Regions from separate parts of the Sus scrofa genome. Here region 2 is linked to region 1. A link is a contact called in public Hi-C data. All regions are on one chromosome and are shown on one strand. The core of a region is the stretch at or near the end of the contact, and the rest is flanking DNA. Distances in the headings are between cores, read along the strand shown. Region 1 holds the start of KAT2B (histone acetyltransferase KAT2B). Region 2 holds the start of SGO1 (shugoshin 1).

Region 1 (5,340 bases), core at 2,072-4,571:
TAGGGCTGCACTGGAGGCATATGGAAGTTCCCAGGCTAGGGGTCAAAACAGTTATAGCAACAGCAACGCCAGATCCGAGTCACGTCTGAGACCTACACCACAGCTCATGACAACACCTGATCCTTAGCCCATTGAATGACGCCAGGGATCGAACCCTTGTCCTCATGGATACCAATCAGGTTCATTACCACTGAGCCACGATGGAAACTCCTGCTTTTGCATTTTTGTAAGCACTGATTGAAAGTTCTCTCTTTATCTGTTGATGTGAGTTTGCTCTTAACATAGATGGGATTATACTGTACAGAGATCATTCAGCAGTATCTCCTGGAGATTTCCTGGAGATCATTCATCAGTATTTCCTATGCTATTACATTTGTATAAAGGTCATTCTTTGTGTCAGCTGTGTAACATCCTACAGTATTAATAAGCCAGAAATAACCTCCAGGGATCAACCTGCTCCCTCAATTCCTACTCTTCAAGACTTTCATATTTTTTTATTGTAGGATTTTCTCTCTTTTCTTTCTTTCTTTTTTATTTTTTTAGGCAAGAAATAGATTTATTAGAACAGGATGCTTGTGAGAGTTTCAAGCTGGCAGGCAGGGAAGCTCTACCTCAATTGTGATTTTCCTACCTAAGCAAGTTGTGTCAACCTAAATAAAGAGGTAAACTGAGGCAACACTGAACAACCAGAAATTGAGATTATTTGGGAATAGCATGGGAATTGGAATTCCAGGAAATGCAAACCACAGCAAGCCACAGGCAAGTGTGCTAAGGGTGTGGGTGGGCTGAATTTTTGGGTAGGGAGATTCAAGACAGGGAGTCTGGCTGGAGGCCAATCGGTATGATCATTGGCTTGAGGATGGGGAGAGACTCTTGGTGGTTGTTCATTGCTCAGGAGGTAAGTCTGGGTCTTCTGTGAAGCATTAGCACAAATCCATCTCAGTTCTTAAGTTCTAAGTTCTGCTCTTCTCAGGGCACAAGCATGAGATTCTCCATTTTAGATTGACATCCTTCACAATTGCGAACACTTTGTAAATGAAAACATTGCTTTTCACTTTCTTGATGCTCACTTCCTAAAAGGACTCTGTGCATAGGAGCTTACTAAACGCTCACACTCACAGCAGCCTGATTACATAGAAGCAACAAGCCTCCTGAATCCTTTGCCCTTGAAATGTCCTGGCCTGGTGCTCATAATCCACTTTGAATAGGCCTTGGAACTGTGGGCCTTCAGCCTAAGGCAGTATGTCATCTGGATGCTCCAAGCAGGGAAATAATGAAAAATAATGTTCAGTGGATGTCACATGCCATTCACCATTCAGACAGTGATGGTTTTCAGGGTGGAATGAAATAAGGTTGTTTTATTCTGCTTCAAAACATCCTGGAAATAGCCTGCCTCTTGAATTCTGGGGACAGTTTAGGATGAGGTGATGGGTGATTTTATGATGAAAATTTCAGACATACAGAAAAAAGTTTAAAAGGACAGCACAATGAACATCCCTGTACCTATATTCAACTCAACATTTTGCTCTGCTTGCTTTATCACATATCTGTCTGTTCATCTGCCTATCTGCCCTTTCACAGATGCATCAATTCATCTTTTTTTTTTTTTTAATGCTTCTTAAAGCACACTGCACATATCAGGGCACTGCACCCCTAAACTTTAAGCATGAGCACAATCAACTAGACTTTAATATTTGTAATTTTTTTTGAAGTTCTTGTGTGGCTCAGTGGGTTAAGGATCCGGTGTTGCCTGTGAACAGTGGTGTAGGTCTCAGACACATCTTGGATCCCGAGTGGCTGTGGCTGTGGCTGTGGCTATGGCTGTGGTGCAGGTTGACAGCTACAGCTCTGATTCAAGCCCTAGCCTAGGAACCTCCATATGCTGTGGGTTCAGCCCTAAAAAGACAAAAAGACCAAAAAAAAAAAAAAAAAAAAAAAAAAACCAAAACAAACACGAAAACCCACACACATTATGACCCATATTACATAAAAATTATGACTCATATTACAAAAGCAGGGCATTTGTGACAGGTCCTGAGATATAGCCCTGTGTTTTCAAAAACTGCTCTAGAGAGGCAGACCAAAGGTGCACAGCTTTCAAATGAAAAACTGAAACGTGTTCTCTGAATTACTAAACACCACCCTCATTGTCATCAACAATGAAAACGGTAGCTTTCAACAGTTTCAACAAAGTTGAAAATGCTGAGTTGAGTTTTTCAGTTTTTTGTTTTGTTTTTGTTTTTAAGTTTGAAGCCAAAACCAACACATTCTTTTGGACGCTGCTGAAGTTTTTTTTCATGGTTAATATGCATGCTGGTGATATCAATTCTGAAAACTATGCAACATTATAGAAAAAAAAGTAACAAGGTTATAGTCCCACCCTGCGGAGATGAGTCCTGTTAACGAACTTTTCCCACTGCGAGTAGCTTTCATTCTAATAGTGCTTTTTGGACTAGCATTCTTTTTAACAACCAGCACTTTCAAACAAAAATTACAGAAAATATCGATTAACAGTCTTTTCCTTTCTCTGGCTGGTGGGATCTAGAAATTGCTTATAGGAAGAAACTGTTCTTAAAGGAAAGAAGTTGGGCAGAAAAGTATCTAAAAAGAGAAATGGAAAACATCACGCTTTTATTTTGGTTGAATTACCAACAAAGAAAAGGATTAGCACGGACGGGTACTTTTCAAAAATATTTTTTTTTTCCCTCTGGCTCCCGCTAGGGTGGAGGAAGTTGTCTTCGTTCTGCGAAAGGGTGGAATAGTGGGGAGGGACAGATGATGGGAGTCTCTCCCCCCCCTGCCGCCCCCGGCGACCCCATCCTAGGCGGGGTCGGCTGGGTAAGGGGGACTGCTGAGATGGAGGCGGCCAGCAGGTGCCTGGGCGCCGGCCCCTACCCTCCTTCTCGTCCCCCCCACCTCCGGCTTGGCCTCGCCCCCTGGCGGGCGAGCGCCTGGTGCCAGGCGCCGGGTGGGGGGTGCACGCCCCGCAGGCAGCGGGAAGCTACCGGGGTGGGGGGAGTGCCTGGCCCGACCTTCCTCCGGAGCCAGCACCCGCCGCAGGCACCCCGGGAACATGTCCGCGGCCCGCGCGCGGAGCGGGGCCCCGGGGAGAAGAGCCAGGGGAGGGCGGGCGCAGTGGCGGCGGCGGCGGCCGTGGAGCCGCTAGTCCCCTCCCTCCGGGGGGAGCAGCTGCCGCCGCCACCACCACCGTCAGCGCGCGGGCCGCGGCCGGAGCGAGCCGGGCGGGCGGTGCGCGGGGAGGGCGGGGGCGGGGAGGGGGGTGGGCGCAGGGGCGGGAGGGCGCGGGGGGAGGGTCTCGCGCTCCCGGCGACCAGAGCCCGAGAGAGAGACCCTGGCGGCGGCGGCGCCTGACACTCGGCGCCTCCTGCCGTGCTCCGGGGCGGCATGTCCGAGGCTGGCGGGGCCGGGCCGGGCGGCGGCGGGGCGGGGGCCGGGGCGGGGGCTGGGCTCGGGGCGCTACCCCCGCCGCCCCCCGCGCCGCCGCCTGCGCCCCCGCAGGCTCCCCTTGCGCCGCCGCCGCCGGGGGCTCGGGTGCCTGCGGACCGGCGACGGCGGTGGCGGCGGCGGGCACAGCCGAGGGACCGGGAGGCGGCGGCTCGGCCCGGATCGCGGTGAAGAAGGCGCAACTGCGCTCCGCTCCGCGGGCCAAGAAACTGGAGAAACTCGGAGTGTACTCCGCCTGCAAGGTACGCGCTCCGCTCGGGGCCCGCCCGAGGAGCAGCGGCCAGGCCCGCAGGACCCCACCCCCTCCCCTTCCCGCCCCCACCTCCCGCCTCCCGCCTGGGGCCGCTGCACCGCGGAAGTGCTGCTGTGCCCGCGCCCAATTAGCAGCTTCTCGGACCAGAGTCCTGTCGGGAGGGAGAATTGATCTCCGCGACGGAGAGCCTTTCCTTCCTTCCCTTTGGAAAGAGTTGCCGCTGCGTTCGCGCTCCTGGGCTGCCCTGGGGCTTTGTTGCTCTGTAGGAGCTCGCCGGAGGCGCCTTCCTGGGAGTGGAGCTGGGCTCACTGTGCGGCGAGCGCCCTAGGGCCAAAAAAACATCTTTGGGGATCTGAGCGTCCCCTCTCCGCCCTCCTTTCCCTGTGCTCCGTGGGGCGGAGCTGGGTGGAAGGAGTGTGGCTGGAGTGGGATCCCTGACTCCCAGCGCTTTGGGAGCTCTAAGGGGCGGAACGCGCAGGGTGGGAAGTTGGGTGCAGCCCGAGGCAGGGTCTTAGAGCTGCGGGCGCCCTCCGCGGACGGCAGAGGCGTTAAGGTGCGCGGTGACAGCCCCGTCATTATTGTATTATTACTTGTTTAGTTGAATCGCCAGCCTCTCGGGGTGTAAACAGGATTTGGCAAGGTGACAGCCCAGCGCGGCGGGCGCTACTGCTCAGTTTGAGAACGCGCGTTTCTCGCCATCCCGTTTCCATGCCAGCTCTGGGCACCCAGTCACCCCTGAGCTGCGGATCCAGATGTGGGCGCCGAGCTTCTGGAGTGGCGACATTGGCCGAGGCCGCGGGGCAGGCTGGCCCTGCGCTGTCAGCAGCGGCTTTGTTTTGACAGGGTGACAGCTGAGGGGGGCGGGGACTTGGCCTTGTCAGCTCCTGCGGCCTGTGGCCGAGGCGGGGAAGAGACACACACACACACACACACACACACACACCTCCCCTGTATTCCTCCCGCCTGCTGCAAAACGGGGTCCAGTTCCCAGATTCCAGATCTCCACAGCCTAGCTGCAGCAGGTCACGTCTGAATTTTGGTGAAAGATTATTAACCCTGTTAGAACCCCTCTCCCTGGTGTTGCTGCTTTTAGAGCTTCTCCACTGCAATGGAATGCCTGTACTTTCCCTTTTCCACGCCATTCACATCCTCCTGTACTTTGAACACCTGCTGTAGACCCTGCCCGGGCATAATAAATCTTGGTTGAATGAATGTAGGATCTAGCCCCGAATGAATGTAGGCTCTAGCACCGGACTTCTCAAACTTTATTGTGTCTAGGAATCTTCTGCCGAGCTGATTAAATGCTGCTTCTGCATCAGTAGAACTGGGCTGGGGCTGAGAGGCTGCATTTCTGATAAACTCTCAGAAATGTGATGAGTTGCTAGTCCACTGACCACACTCCAAGTAACAAGACCCTAGTCAGACCTGGACATTATAGGATTAGTCCCTTTCGAATTTGGCCAAAAAAACTGAAACTGTCAAACAAGAACACCACATGGTTGGTATTTCTGAAGAAGGAATGCAAAAAGATCAAGTGGGGAGTGTGCTTGTAAGAAAGGTGAAGGGCCATGTGCTGGTATGAAGGGCGTTACCCAAATTGGAACAAGGTGGGAAGAGTAGAG
Region 2 (5,920 bases), core at 1,273-3,772, 170 kb after region 1:
ATAATCCATATTTTGCAGCTTTTAAATTGCATTATTACTGGAGTTCCCATCGTGGCTCAGTGGTTAACAAATCCGACTAGGAACCATGAGGTTGTGATCCCTGGCCTCGCTCATTGGGTTAAGGATCTGGCATTCCTATGAGCTGTGGTGTAGGTCGCAGACGTGGCTTGGATCCCGAGTTGCTGTGGCTCTGGTGTAGGCCGGCAGCTACAGCTCCGATTAGACTCCTAACCTGGGAACCTCCATATGCTGTGGGAGCGGCCCTAGAAAAGGCAAAAAGACAAAAAGACTAAATAAATAAATTGCATTATTACTTTTGGCATAATTTTATCCTCTTGGGTACTTTGTAGCAAAGGTTTCATAAATGTGGATTTGCAACCCAAAGACTCTATTACACGCACTTATTTATTATTTGACAAATACTCATTGTGGGATTACAACATACTAGGCACTATGGGAAATGCTTAATATATTTTGACATTCCCTAAAACAGTATTTATTTATTTTATTATTATTCTTTGTCTTTCTGTCTTTTCTAGGGCTGCACCCATGGCATATGGAAGTTCCCAGGCTAGGGGTCTAATCAGAGCTGTAGCCACCAGCCTACACCACAGCCACAGCAACGCCAGATCTGAGCAGCATCTGTGACCTACACCACAGCTCATGGCAACGCCAGATCCTTAACCCACTGAGCAAGGCCAGGAATCGAACCCACAACCTCATGGTTCCTAGTCAGATTCATTAAGCACTGAGCCATGACGGGAACTCCCTAAAACAGTATTTATGACCAACTTTTCAGGTTACTTAGGTGTAAAGCATTAGTTCAGAGGCAATCTTATATATAAGCCTTGCTTTCCAGTTACATAAGCTATGCACACATGCCCAAGAAAGTCAGGTGATCTCCATAGGTACTGGGCTATAACAATCAGGGCCAGAAAAAGCAGAAACTGGGGCACAGGAACATGCCAGTTGTCTCAGTCATTTCTAAAACTCAGGCCTGCTAACTCCGAGTCAATTATGAATACAGAAGATAAGACATGATATAATTATTGTTCTATATAGAGTAGAAAAATGCACTGCCAGTGGACTGTGCTATTGAGTACGTTAAGTATGCTTAAATCTTTCAGTGCTGCAACTCAGACATGCTTCAGTATTCTGCTACTAAGTATGTCAAACTACTTTTCATGAACATCTTTTGCCCTAGATTGTACTTTGCAGATCTTAAAATTGCAAAATATAATTCCTGTTTCTGACAACCATCCATATACAACTTTCACTACAAAGGATAGTTTTATCTCCTCTAAGTTAGTCAAATATTTTCCTGAACCTTATATTTTCTTGAGTATTTCCTCCAGGCCTTCCTTATTTTACTCTGGGGTCTTTAATATAGATATTGTCCATTTCATTTAAATATTTTCTTTCTTCCAATGTAGATATAATATATACTGGATGTTTCCAGTAGAGCAAGCACAATTTTTTTTTTTTAAAGCACTAGTGTTAAGTGGGTTGTATAAAATAGCCTGACACAATGGAGTTTTTGTTTGAACCTGGAGATGTTTGAGAGTATACAGATTAGGTAACTAACCGAGTTAGTCTAGATAAGGTATTTAAAAAGCAAAGCACATCTAAAAAATATTCGTCATTCCATTTGATGAACTTAATATAACAAAAGAAAGTTGTCGCATCAGAGGCCTCATTCCTGTCTAGGCCCATGGTGTTCAAAGGGGGTGTGGTGGGAAGAATGAATGACAACAATCAGGGTAGTCTCCGTCTGTCCAGTATTCGGGTAAGGGGTCTCGAGTCAAAAGAACCTAGAATATGTGATATCCACTAAAATTCTTTCACCATTTCTGCTGCTGGGGCAGCCGCACAGGACACTTCTCCAGGGTAAGAGAAACATCAAAAGAAAGGGACGTCAACGTTATGGCGCTGCACAGGAGAGCTGCCAGTGTGTGCCCTGATGTTGAACTTGGGGCTTTTAGTCACTGAAAACGCTTTATTTACACATCACTTAAATCACACAATTCGGCAAGGCGGGAGGTTTGGGTCTCCATTTAACATTAGAGGAAACTGAGCATCGAAAAGCCCAGGTCGGGTGGCCGAACAGAGAAAGGCAACCGTTCAGGCCTACTTCACAGCCTGAGTTTTTCGCCATTGAACTCAGAACCACAGGGACGTCCCGAGGGAAGGGGGACAGGGGTCACTACCCCCAGCGCCACGCCGGAAAAACCTGCGACCCCTTCTTTTCCGAGAAAGCGGGGCGGGAGGTGGGGGCTGCCGGAAGAGGCCCGGAGACGCGCCTCCCGCGGGGGCGTCCACCACAATACCTTGGCCACGGCTTCTGCCACAGCTGTAGCCTTCCTCCTCACATTCCAAGGCTCCGCGAGGCTGTCTGCCGTGCGCGCCGTGAGTTCCAGGCCCCGCAAGGCTCCCGCACCGTCTCTAGCCGCCCGCTGACTGCTACGATCACATTCGAAATTCTCCGCCGCGCTCACCCATTGGCTGGCTAGCTTGGGTCACGTGACACTCTGGAGCCGGCAGAACCCCGCCCCGCCCGGCGGCCTCGCGCGAAACACTGCTGCTGAGAACCCACATCCGGGCACCCGCCCCCCCTTCCGGGAGGGCGGAGCCAGTTGTCAGGCAGAGTCAACCCGTCGGCTCAGTTCGCCTCCGCCTCCGAGTTGTTGGCTTTTTGGGGTGGAGCCTCTCCGACACCTTTAAGGACGGGTGTTTTAGGGCGTTCAAAGCTTCCTGTTTCTTTAGTCGTACTGCAGCCGGTCTTCGAGGTGGTGTGCAAGGGCTCCCTCTTGTGAGAAAAATGTTCCTAGTTGTCAGCCTGCAGCCCGGAGGCAGCTAAAGGGATATTCAAACCAAAATAGGGACCCGTTTTTGGATTAAAGGAATTTTATTAGCGAAGTTGCAGATATTTGAAATATTCAGCTCCAGCTGCTTTCTCTTTGCCCAACTACCTTTGTTTCTTTAACCCTCAGGAAGTGGCACCACCCGTCCAGTTACCTGCCCAGAAGCCCGGGGAATTTTCCTTATTGATTATTCTCCCTTAGCTTTTCCACGTCCAGTTACCCAGTCCTGTCAATTCTACTTTCTAAGTATTTTCAGGTCCACACCCCACTATTTTCCATGCTCTAGACAACTACCTAATCCTTTTCTATTAACTGTACCAGTGCCTGTTCTGATGGCAGGCTCGGTTAGCTTGTGTTGTCAGAGTGATTTCCCTAAAGTGCTGGCTCTGACTTTAAAACAAAATTTAAGCTGTAAAAATTCTTCATGTTTCTGTGACCTTATCGCTAACATGCTAATATTAGTGTTTGGGTTGTAGCCAATGAGCTCCAAACAAGTATAATGATTCTACTAATCAAAAAAAGTAGAAGTTTCTGGTAACCAGTCGCAACAACAGCGAAAATGGACTCCCTCATTCAGGCTTTATGAACTGAGCTGTAACTGCTGAGCGAAGAGTTTCTAATCACTTCTAGTTAGAGGTCTCCTGATTCGCAGTTTGTTTCTTAGTAAAACATTCACATCAAGTGACTTTCTCTGAATTTTCTTTTGAAAATGCTCTGTGGGTCTCCTGGAATTCTGTGGGCAGGTTCCATATCAGTCGGTACCTCTCTAATTGGAGATATAGGGGTGCTGAAAGCCCTGAGAGGCTTTTCCGGTTTCTTTTGAACCAGAACTTGCTTTGGACATAGCATGGCAATGGTGTTCTATGAAATATGAATACCTGAGGAATGCTACTGTTTTCTATTTTCTAACCACTTTAAAAATGATGACATAGGAAAATGAACGATAGGACAGCTCATAATTTCTTTTCAGTCCATCTCTACTCATTCCTAAACTGAAGGTAAGAAAGTGTTGGTAGAATATGCACATATAAAGAAATGAAATATAAACAGTTTTTGTGCAGCATTTCTTCTGTTAGGTAAGAACGAACTATATATACATGTAAGAGCTATGAAATATGAATTATGTGATTTTGGTGATTCTGCACAAGCAAGTTAAATGCTCATATATTTGCATTTAAACTGGCATTGTGCAATGTAAAGATGAATGGTAAAATGTGCATGTTTGAAATTTTAAATTTTCTTTTGCTTAGAACAACATTGAATGATGTCACAATGACAAATTACGATAGATACTGTGGAGGAAAAGCAAAATCTTTGTATTTAAGTGCCTTTAATTATACTAGTTGGTCTCATTTTCCAATACACTCTAGCTCCAATTTTTAAAAAAGTTTTATTGAAGTATAGTTGGTTTACAATGTTGTGATAATTTCTGCTGTACAACAAAGTGATTCAGTTATACATTTACACACATTCACTTTTTAAAGTGAAATTAATAGTAAGTGCACAAAAATGGAAACTCTGATACAGGTTTTCATTTTTTTAACTTTCTGATTCATACATGCCCAATACTATACATTTTAAAATATTTCGTTTTTTCCATTATAGTGGAAAAAATTTCTACTGTACAACAAAGTGACCCAGTCATACACATATACAAACATTCTTTTTCTCACATTATCCTCCATCATGTTCCATCACAAGTGATTGGATATAGTTCCTTGTGCTATACAGCAGGATCTCATTGCTTATCCATTCCAAATGCAATAGTTTGCGTCTATTAACCCCAAACTCCCAGTCCATCCCACTCCCCTCCCGCCACCCGTTGGCAACCACAAGTCTGTTCTCCAAGTCCATGAGTTTCTTTTCAGTGGAAAGGTTCATTTGTACCATATATTAGATTCCAGATATAAGCATGAAATGTGGTATTTGCCTTTCTCTTCCTAACTTCACTTAGTATGAGAGTCTCTAGTTCCAGCCATGTTGCTGCAAATGGCATTATTTTGTTCTTTTTTATGGCTGAGTTGTATTCCATTGTGTATATATACCACATCTTCTTGATGCATTCATCTGTCAATGGACGTTTAGGTTGTTTCCATGTCTTGGCTATTGTGAATAGTGCTTCAGTGAACATATGGGTGCATGTATCTTTTTCAAGGACAGTTTTGTCCAGATATATGCCCAAGAGTGGGATTGCTGGGTCATATGGTAGTTCCATATTTAGTCTTCTGAAGTATCTCCATACTGTTTTCCGTAGTGGTTGTATCAATTTACATTCCTTCCAACAGTGCAGGAGGGTTCCCTTTCCTCCACACCCTCTCCAGCATTTGTTATTTGTTGACTTATTAATGATGGCCATTCTGACAGGTGTGAGGTGGTACTTCCTAGTGGTTTTGATTTGCATTTCTCTAATAATCAGTGATGTTGAGCATTTTTTTGTGTGTGCTTGTTCTCTTCTTTGGAGAAATGTCTATTCAGGTCTTTTGCCCATTTTTCCATTGGGTTGTTGGCTTTTGTTTGTATATTTTAGAGATTAAACCCCTGTCAGTTGCATCATTTGAAACATTTTTTTCCATTCTGTAGGTTGTCTTTTTGTTTTTCATGGTTTTCTTTGCTGTGCAAAACCAATTCTATGCATTTTGATGAGAAGCATGCTTATTTAATATTCATTTCTGTTATAGAAAATATAAAGTATCTACATCATGGATTATCTTTGGAAATTCTAATTCCATTTAATGTTATTTTATAATTTCTTTTGTGAACACCTTTCTTCAAATAAACAGGCTCTTTCTTTGCTCTACAAACTGATGAAAGACTAGAATGGAAATGTGGTCTAAGAAAAGGTCAGTTTTGCCTTAAGACAGTACCATGTGTAGAGTAGGGTGGGGACAGCAGGCATTGGAAACAGGCAATAGGAAAAGGAGGTATGACAACCAGAATATGGTTTCTAGAATATGCAAGAGATACCTACACATTTGCAAAATCCCACTATTTTCTTAGATAATTTATGGAAGTGCTGTTACTTGAGCATGGCTGCTTACATGGGAAATGTGAAACAACAG

The links. Hi-C and Micro-C count contacts between places; a contact is called where the count stands out from the background.
Region 2: a contact with region 1 is called in a Hi-C map of embryonic fibroblasts, with 3 times the contacts expected there. The contact joins the promoter of SGO1 here to the promoter of KAT2B in region 1. A contact is called at or near these places in 2 of 5 promoter capture datasets (fetal liver and liver), 9 of 47 Hi-C or Micro-C datasets (alveolar macrophages, embryonic fibroblasts, epiblast stem cells and 6 more) and 2 of 2 datasets of contacts at active chromatin or transcription factors (alveolar macrophages and skeletal muscle).

Annotation. Positions count from the first base shown.
Region 1 is chr13:6,981,830-6,987,169 of Sscrofa11.1, forward strand. KAT2B (histone acetyltransferase KAT2B) reads left to right here and starts at 3,322. Exons shown (of 19, transcript XM_021071366.1): 1 at 3,322-3,514; 2 at 3,517-3,707. The coding sequence starts at 3,406.
Region 2 is chr13:7,150,680-7,156,599 of Sscrofa11.1, forward strand. It overlaps SGO1 (shugoshin 1), which reads right to left and starts at 2,523. Exons shown (of 8, transcript XM_003132070.4): 1 at 2,328-2,523.